Linked DNA regions of Mus musculus: region 2 is linked to region 1. Evidence: chromatin contacts called from public HiChIP or PLAC-seq data. All regions are on one chromosome and are shown on one strand. Each heading gives the region's core, a stretch centred on a gene start, on an enhancer-like site or on the middle of the called end of the contact. The rest is flanking DNA. Distances are from core to core; before and after follow the strand shown. Region 1 holds the start of Rrp1 (ribosomal RNA processing 1 homolog (S. cerevisiae)). Region 2 overlaps Trappc10 (trafficking protein particle complex 10).

Evidence for each region. HiChIP or PLAC-seq counts read pairs in DNA pulled down with a chosen protein or histone mark.
Region 2: a contact with region 1 is called in an H3K4me3 HiChIP or PLAC-seq map of stem cell-derived neural progenitor cells, with 31 read pairs. The contact joins the enhancer-like site here to the promoter of Rrp1 in region 1. A contact is called at or near these places in 1 of 39 promoter capture datasets (HPC-7-derived erythroid cells), 1 of 484 Hi-C or Micro-C datasets (bone marrow-derived macrophages), 18 of 115 datasets of contacts at active chromatin or transcription factors (the 230-238 cell line, the SCID.adh cell line, bone marrow-derived dendritic cells and 12 more) and 3 of 9 other capture datasets (adipose tissue, liver and pancreatic islet).

What each region holds. Positions count from the first base shown.
Region 1 is chr10:78,410,321-78,414,933 of GRCm38.p6, forward strand. It overlaps Rrp1 (ribosomal RNA processing 1 homolog (S. cerevisiae)), which reads right to left and starts at 2,723. Exons shown (of 13, transcript NM_010925.2): 1 at 2,500-2,723; 2 at 1,084-1,166; 3 at 646-703. The coding sequence starts at 2,632.
Region 2 is chr10:78,220,459-78,225,071 of GRCm38.p6, forward strand. Trappc10 (trafficking protein particle complex 10) reads right to left here. Exons shown (of 23, transcript NM_001081055.2): 4 at 2,206-2,402. Among named protein-coding and RNA genes, the nearest start is that of Trappc10, 22 kb to the right of the region's middle. Within about 2 kb of position 2,488, at least 64 of the 459 cell types and tissues checked have an H3K27ac peak or open chromatin away from gene starts, as enhancers often do. A contact at or near this core is called in stem cell-derived neural progenitor cells, where this site is marked.

The DNA.
Region 1 (4,613 bases), core at 1,473-3,972:
CTGAGGCAGGGTCTGGATCTCAGGATGTTTAAAGGCTGCCTAAGTGATTCCATCAGGTAGGTTGGATGAGGGATAGGAATGGGAAACACGGGATTTAGCAATTTAGCCTCGGCGATTCTCAATCTGTGAGACCTCCCACTTTGGAGGTCCAATGCCTCTTCCACATGGGTCACCTAGGACCATTGGAAAACACAGATATTTACATTACAGTTCATAACAGTAGCAAAATTACAGTTACAAAGTAGCAATGAAAAGAACTTAACGGTTGGGGGCGGGGGTGGGGTGGGGGGTGTGTGTGTATCCTGACAGGAGGAACTGTTTTAGAGGGTAGCAGCATTAGGAGGCTTGAAAACCTCTGTACTTAAGAGAAAGGGTGTCACTGTCATCAGCTAAACACCACGGGGATCATGACACCGGCTGTCATATGCCATACCACTGCCTTTCACTCTTTAGCCATGTCTGTTTGGTAAACTGAGGGAGGCTGGTTGGGCACTGGGCTGTGTTCCACGCCACGAGCATCCACACAGCCACCTCCCTGCAGCCTGCGTGAGGTTTGAGAGCACACTGTTGCATTGGTCCCTCTGGATCTCAGCGACTCTGGTGTCGGCAGGGTCCGGCCGGGCCTGGCTTCCGCCGGGTACTCACGTGCCTCCGTCGTGTGAAAAGCATGGACAAGCTGGGCAATGGTCCTTCCTAGTTCTTCCTGTGAGGGAAACAGGAAGCACACGCTCAGGCCCCGAAGCACAGTGGCTCTGACGGCCAACACTACCAATGCCCTCTCACTTCAAAGGACCAGCTGCCAGTTGGCCTTGGTTCCTTGCTTGCAAAAGACCTACTATGGGGCTGGAGAGATGGGTTAGTGGTTAAGAGCACCAATAGCTCTTCCAAAGGTCCTGAGTTCAAATCCCAGCAACCACATGGAAAAAAAAAAAAGACCTACTATGCAGGAAACATCACTTTCTCTATAAACAGCAGGAGTCAGTGCTGGCTATGTTAAGGGGTGGGGTGGAGGATTAAACATAAGCCCCTCAGTCCCCCACCAACTCCTGTGAGGGTTCTTCAGCTACCTTCCCAGGCACCCACCTGCTGGAGGGGCTTGTCCTGCATCCACATGCAGTAAAACAGTCCTTTCCATACTTTTAGCAGTTCATCTGGAGTGAAACCACCTGCATCACAAGAGCAACAGTGAGACTTAGTGAGCCCTGGAACCTACCTTCCCGAGCCAGGAAGGAAACATGACTGCCTGAACTACTCTTAACAATAATACGACTGGGGGCTGGCGAGATGGCTCAGCGGGTAAGAGCACTGACTGCTCTTCCAAAGGTCCTGAGTTCAAATCCCAGCAACCACACGGTAGGTTACAACCATCCTAATGAGATCTGATGCCCTCTTCTAGGGTGTCTGAAAACAGCTACAGTGTACTTATTTATAATAATAAATAAATCTTTGGGCCAGACGGAACAGGGACTGAGCGAGCTGGGCTGACCTCAGTGAGTGGGGCCAACTGGAACGAGCAGAGGTCCTAAATTCAATTCCCAACAACCACATGAAGGCTCACAACCATCTGTACAGCTAGCTACAGTGTACTCATATACATTAAATAAATAAATAAACCTTAAAAAAATATGATTGGGCAGCCAGCCCCGCCCTCAAAACATTCTCCAACAGAACTGCCATAACGGTGCCTGGAGGAGCCCCTCCCCCCAACCCTCCAGTAACTCCATGCACCAGCAAGCAGGTATCAGTCCCATAGAGTTAAAGAAACCCAACACTTTCGGGACCGGGAGATGGCCCATTGTTAATGCAGTGATTAATTAAGCCAGTGTCAGACCAAGGAACTGTAGCTATACTATGACATTTCGGAGATTAAATGGTGAAAGTTATTCATTCCGGCTAGCAAAGGACATCACCACCATTTAGCGAGGCGCATCCCCCAAGTTGGGGTGCTCTGACTAGAGCGTGAAAAACTGCGCTGAGACACTTCCCAAAGCATACAGCCATGACCTCGGCCAAACCACCGCTCAGGGAATCTATAATTTGCATCCGCGGAGGGATATCCAAAAGCAAAGGACATCGCCACCATTTGGCGAAGCGCATTCCCCAAGCTGGGGTTCTCTGACTAGAGCGTGGAAAACTGCCTTGAGACACTTCCCAAAGCATACAGCCGTGACCTCGGCCAAACCACTGCTCAGGGAATCTATAATTTGCATCTGCGGAGGGATATCCAAGAGACGCGGAGGCTGCTGAAAGGGGTCGCTCACTGAGGACCAGAAGCACAGAAACCGCTCTGCAAAAGGACATCCTGGGAACGGGGTGTCGAGAACACACCTTTAAGAACACGGGACACCAGTAAAGGCCGGCGGAAGAGCACCAGCAAGCTACAGAAGGAAGAAAAGCGGGCAGACCGATCGGGTCAGCCTAAGCCAGTAGAACAGCAGACGAAGGCCGGATCCTGCGGGGCCCACGCAGCGGAGCTCGCCTGCCCTCCCGCCCGCGTACCTGTCGCCCGCTGCGACCTGGCCTCGATGTACTTCCGCAGCTTCCGCAACGCGCGGTCCCGCGTCACCTGTTCATTGCCCGCCAGGCGCTGCGCCAGCTGGATCTCCGGCGGGAGCGGCACTCCGGGAACCATGGTGAGGAGAACCCTGAGACCACGCACTCGACGCTTCCGCTGGGGCGCTCGAGTGACGACACGCGCTCGTCACCACTGAACGTCACACTGAGGCGACACAACCCAGCTAGACGTCAAACGTCCTGGACGATGCTGGCGTACGCTACCGCCTCTCAGTGGCCGAGAGGCGCAACTGCACCCTGCAGGGAGGAGGATGGTCTGGTGTAAGCCTAGGGCATCTCTGATTCTTGAAAAGGTTAAAGCATTGTCTTGGGTTCGCCCTCCTCTTTACTGCAGCAGGAGTGGCTGTATTACAAGAAGATCGTGATGTGGCCCAGCTTGTCCTCAACTGTAACACTTAGCAGGACTGCGTGGAGCTGCCCTTGGCTCAGCATCCTGAGCCATGTTGGGGTGTGGGGTGTGGGTGGGGGGAGGTTGGGTGTGTGCATGAACCCTGCAACGCCGAGAACTACGAGCTTTACCCGAAACACTTTACCTGATCCCTAACACCTTAGTCCTCAGGGAAATCCACCCCACCAAGCCTCTTGTAGAGCATCCACTTTCCTGGAAAGAGAAAAGCAAGAAGGCTGTCAGGATCCAGATTATGGGACAGGGTGCAGGTACCTATCATGAAGGTAGGCAGGCAAATACACTATAGAAAGCACAGTGAGTGTGCAAAACTTGAGTGTGCCCTGGTTCATGAAATGTGTGGTGACAATCGTTTGGGACACTATTGGGAAAATTTTTCCATATAGCCCAAGAGCTGAAATGTCAAATTAGAATACAAAACAATTACAGGTTTCATTGGTGTGCCCAAGACCACCAGAAGTCTGATGACTTGCTGGGGGAAATTTCCAAGACCAGTGGACGTTTGGACTTAGTGGTACCATAACATTGCCAGTTCGTTGCTACACCATAGGCCAGCTAAGCCCAGGATTAAAGTGTCAGGCAAGGAAGGTGGCTGTATTTGAAAAGCTAGATGCTGGAAAAAATGGGAGGGATGGTTGTTGAAAGTCTGACTGAAGAGGAATAAGCAACTGGGGTGGGAGAGGGCATGTCTAAGCACTATTACAGGAACATAGACAATTCTGTATTTTCTATAACATCAGAATTTACTGAATAACAAAAAATTTGATAGACTACATCAATGTTATGGCCACGCTTTTTAAAGTCAACCCAGTTTCTTTGACTTAGGCAAGCTATCTCTTGTTGCTGTTGTTTTATTTATATGAGTACGCAGTTACTGTCTTCGGACACACCAGAAGAGGGCATTAGATCCCATTACAGATGGTTGTGAGCCACTGTGTGGTTGCTGGGAATTGAACTCAGGACCTCTGAAAGACCAATCGGTGCTCTTAACCGCTGAGCCATCTCTCCAGCCCTAGGCAAGCTATCTTAAACTACTAATATTAATGGTCAGACTCTACTTACACATCACACAGTAAATATATCCACCTATACATATGTGTATATGCCAAGTCCTGCTAGGCTTGAGTACTGAAACCCCAACTGGGAGAAGTAAAGAAATACAGGACAGACACACAGACAGAAAAGGTGGGCTCAGCTTAGGTGTGAGCACTCTGATTGGGACACTCACTACCATTGCAACTTGGAACCTCAGGTTGTTTATTATGTACCAACTAGGAGGAGGAGGATCTGGTCCTAAACATCCAGTCATGGATGCTTTTTAAGTCTACAAGTCTCAAGCACAAAGATGGTAATTAGTGCCTTAGTTAGGGTTTCCATTGCTGTGAAGAGACACCATGACCAAAGGCAACTCTTATAAGGACAACACTTAATTGGGGCTGGTTTAGAGGTGCAGAGGTTCAGTTCATTATCATCAAAGAGGGAACCTGGCAGCATCCAGGCAGAGACGGTTCAGGAGGGGCTGAGAGATCTACATCTTCTTTTTTTTTTTTTTTTTTTATTAGTTGGCTGGTTTGGGATGTTTCTTTTTTTTTTTTTTTTTTTTTTAAAGATTTATTTATTTATTATATGTAAG
Region 2 (4,613 bases), core at 1,238-3,737, 190 kb before region 1:
ACCCCCAACTGCCTGCCCTGTTTTCTGTCTTCAATCAGTGAAAATCGTCAGGGAGGGGCCCAGGCAGTTCACAGCTAATAGGCATTGCAAAGGTTTCTAGTAAAGTCTGCCGCAGAACGGACAGGAATCAGAGTGGGACTGAAAAGGGGTGGACCTGCAGGGCCGGTTGTGATACAGGAGTCACAACACCCTCAGCTCCCAACCCCCATCCTCACAGGCTCCTTATGCTGACAGAATGAAGCCAAGCTATCTCAGCTTGACATGGGAGGCCCAGGCCTAGCCGCAGGACCAGCTTCCACCCCTCATGCTCCAGTCTGGGCCACTGAGCAGCCATACTTTCTCTTTCCTCCAGCACTCGGTAGCTCACCTGACATCAATCCCACACTAACCCCATGCCACAATCACAGCAGTACATCCTGGGAGGCCCCTGCAGTGAGCCCTGGCTGTCCCCATAGATATGCCTCTGCCACCACACCTCAACCGTAAGGACAACATTAAGAAGCAAGACAGATACAGTTGACAGACAGGTATGATGCAAGGAGACTGTGCCAATGATGTAAATAAACCTAAACTCAGAAATGGTTTTAAAATCTGGATGCAATGGGCATCAATAGTTCTCCTTAATAAGCATTTTATTAAGCTGCTAGCAAACAGTGAGATGAACCAACCCTGTGCTCTAACACACACCCTCAGGAGACAGCAGCCTCTATGCAACACCAAAAGGTGAGGCAGCATGGAAAAGCCATCCCTCCCATCACCTACCCAGTAGGCACTGATCCCTCTCAGAAGGGCAGAGGCCAGGGCCAGTCACCCCTGATGTCACCTCCCAACGGGTGCTGCATTCTGCCAGCTCAGTACCTATCCCATGGTACTCTCAGGAGCTGCAGCTGCCAACACCCTTGCTGAGCAGCAGCAGCACAGTCTCCCATAGCCTTCACAGTGCAGGATGGAAACCCTCAACACAACAGCACGCATGAGGCAGGGCTTTCCTTCAGCAGCCCGCTGCCTACATAGTCCATGCTGCATAACACTACTACGCCCTAGTCCCTCCTCAGGCCTTTCGACTCCCACGCTCTCTACGTCATCATCTGTTTGCATGATTAAAAAGACAGAGCCCAGCACAGCTAGAGATGTGAGGAATGAACACTGATCAGGAGTGTCTCCTAGGGCACAGAAGACCAGAGCAGCTGCTAACAGGGGCTCATGTGAGGAGGGCCTCAGAAAGACCTCGATGCTACCACCATCTTAGACAATCCCTGAGTTAGCATCTGACTCAGCAGTATTTTGCCAAAGGTGTGAAGAATGGACAGAACCTGTAACCAAGCAACTTCCCTTTAAGGAGCAGATTCTAAGGAAGTCGTTAAGGACATTCACAGGATCTGGGCTGGAAAGACATGGACAATGTCTGTAGGAACAGTAAGCAAACAAGAGCCCAACAGTCCTCAAGGTTTCTGTGTGTGAACTGTACATGGATGTGTTGCCCTATTATGTGTTCACTAGCAATAATGGGACAGGGGCATACACGGAAAATTCCCAATGTACTAAGTGACAACAGCAGCTATCAATGTGCATAGAAAATGACAGTGTTCTGAAGAGTCGCAGAGGAACCGCTCTGCTCTGGGCGCTTTCCCACTCACTTCATACATGCTCTACTTCCCAGCCCAGCCCTGACCCCAAACACCTCCCTCAGGTCCCCAAAGCAGGTTAGTGGCACTCTTATAGGTTCTTGCAGCATGGGGACCCTCCGCTGGTGGCAATGACCATGGGAATGAGAGCATGTCTCACCAGGGCATCTCCGAGACGAGTCAGCACACAGCCACCTGGTCAACTGTGTCTGCAGTGCTAAGGAGAGGAAGTCCCAGCAGGCGCAGAGGAGCAGTAAGACACTACAAGGAAGGGATGAAGCTGCTGCTTTGCAACTTCCTTCCAGGAACTTTTAAAAAGTGGACTATAAACAGAAATGCGTGTCTCACGGTTAAGAAACTACTTGGGGAATTCTACCCTATTCAAGGACTGATCTTCCCCAGGGCCACTGGCCCAGAAGCCTCTCCCCCTAGGCTGTCCACCTGGAGATGAACTGCTAGGCCAGGAATTACAGAGGAGGGGTTTAGGGAAGGGATCCTGCACCCCTCTGTAGTTTTCTAGACTGCCTGAGTCAACGGCTATCACTAACATCAAAGTGGATAAAATGCAAGACATACTTACCTGTCACTCTGTTTATTACAAAAGTCATTTCTTATTTTGTCCACAATAGAAGTTCGGGGAAGGATGTTGGTTTTGTTTTTTTTCTTGGCATCATTTTCAACTACCACTATTAGCCAGTCCACAGAGCTATGAGCTTTCAGAACATTCTGCCACTTGGTGAGGTCGTCTTTTACCGTAGCTTTGTACACTTCAGTATCCTAAAAATAAATAAGTCACTGTGAAGGCGAGCTTCCCAATGCCCCTTTGTCTCTAGGAACAGGGAGGGTGTCAGTAACAAAGAGCCACTAGTCACAGCATTTTAACACACTGTGGTAGCCAGAGGGTAAACCGAGTGGGTGTCTCAGCACTGGCATATTCTGGCACCCAAAGACATAAGATACAGCACCAAGGGCTGAAGAGCTGAGGAGGTCACCCAGGGTGCTATTGCCCAAGAGCCGAGGAAGAGCTTTAGTCAGGGCTCTGTGCCCAAGCCCCGTAAGGCTGTCATTGTCATTAGTCAGCCAGGACCCTAGCTTCTTGCCAGCTGTCCACACACACAGTAACCCTCAGCTCTCAGGAAGCCCTGGAATCCTGATCCAACTTCAATGCCCCTTGAATTCTCCACATAAGAGCCAGAGAGAAGATCACCCAGCTCCCTCACGCTGTCCCAGCTCACAGGAGCTGACAGGAAGCTGCTCAACTCAAAACAGCTCCACTTCTCTCTCCCAGGACTAACCCAAGTGGTGAGAGAAAGCAGTACTCCCTAATACAGTACATGCTGCAACCCTAATACTATAGAGGCCACGGCAGAATTGCAAGGCTGAAGTTAACACAGCATCAACTGCACAGGGAAAGCTTGTCTCAAAACACAAAACAAAGCGGGGCAGTGGTAGTGCATAGCTCTGATCCCAGCACTTGGCACACAGAGGCAGGTGGATCTTAGAGTTTGAGGCCAACCTGGTCTACAGAGTGAGTTTCAGGACAGTCAGAGATACACAGAGAAACCCTGTCTCAAAACAAACAAACAAACAAACAAAAAACCCAAACACTGAAAAATCAAAAAGGATGATCCTTATTAGGATAATTTCAATGAAACCATTTACAATGACCCCAAGAACTAAACTAAGTGGACCTGGGGAAGTTGGATGGTGCATGGCCTCTGTGAAGTTATGACTAAGGCCATAACAGGGTACAAAGGAATACAAACTCACTGCATGCTCCTAGGTTCAAGAGAACTTACCACTATTAAATTCTTCTTGAATCAATAGTAAATTAAACAAGGTAACTTCAATCAAAACTCCCATGCCTCCCACCCCACCCTTCTCTCTTCCTTCTTCCTGTCTCTCCAACTAGCCACCACGGTGTAAAACCTTACACTACACTGTGTAGTGATTTAGTTCTACTGTGCTCATAGATCTGCAGCAGAAGGTGAGGTGTGGAGCTGTGTTTTAAGGCTGGGAGACGGAACACAGTGGGTGAGTCTCTAATGGCTTGGGCCTCCTCATGGCTTTCTGAGAGCACAAGGCTTCATATGACAGTGACTGGGGTCTGGCCAGCAGAAGGCATTGACTGCCTTAAAAATCACAGCCACACAAGCTGAACCAGAAGATATAAAGACCCAGCCTCTCGACGAGGAAAGTCCCTGGCATGCAAAAAAGTACATGTTGGGCAGGGCATCCTGGAAAACACGACTTATACTCGTGACAGCCAGAGGAGAACATGCGTGTCAGCACAAGTTCATTTTAAGTATTTTGAGGCTCACCATGTGCTCTCTCCTCCAACCTTAACACTACACACTATGCAGGAAAACACTGCCTCTGACCCACCACAATCAACAGATCTCAAGTATTCACACCGGTGTACACACAGAACAGGGTTTGAATAGAGTTGAAGTTTCTAATAAAGGGGGAGACTATTAGGAAAATCGTGCCATGCCGATTTGTTGTTCATTTAGACAAGAAGATTGGATGTCTGAGACCCTCAACCCATAACTCTGACCTGCAGAAAAATAACTTGCAGCTTCCAGACCAAACACAAGTGACAAGGTACAGAGTTACCAAAAGAAGTTAGGGGAAGATCAATTATTTTTTTAAAGATTTATTTAGTTATTTCATGTATAACAGAACACTATAGCTGATTTCAGACATACCAGAAGAAGACATCAGATCCCATTACAGATGGTTGTGAGCCACCATGTGGCTGCTGAGAATTGAACTCAGGACCTCTGGAAGAGCAGTCAGTGCTCTTAACTGCGTAGCCATCTCTCTGGTCCCAAGATCAACTCTTATTTCAGACACAAGACCTTCCTGAGTAGGACACATTATCTAGAAACCATCTTTGGCAATCACACGCTTCACTCCATAAAAATTAGTCTAGCTCCAGAGGCACATGCCTGATACTGCCAATACACCCATCTCAAGGAGTATGAG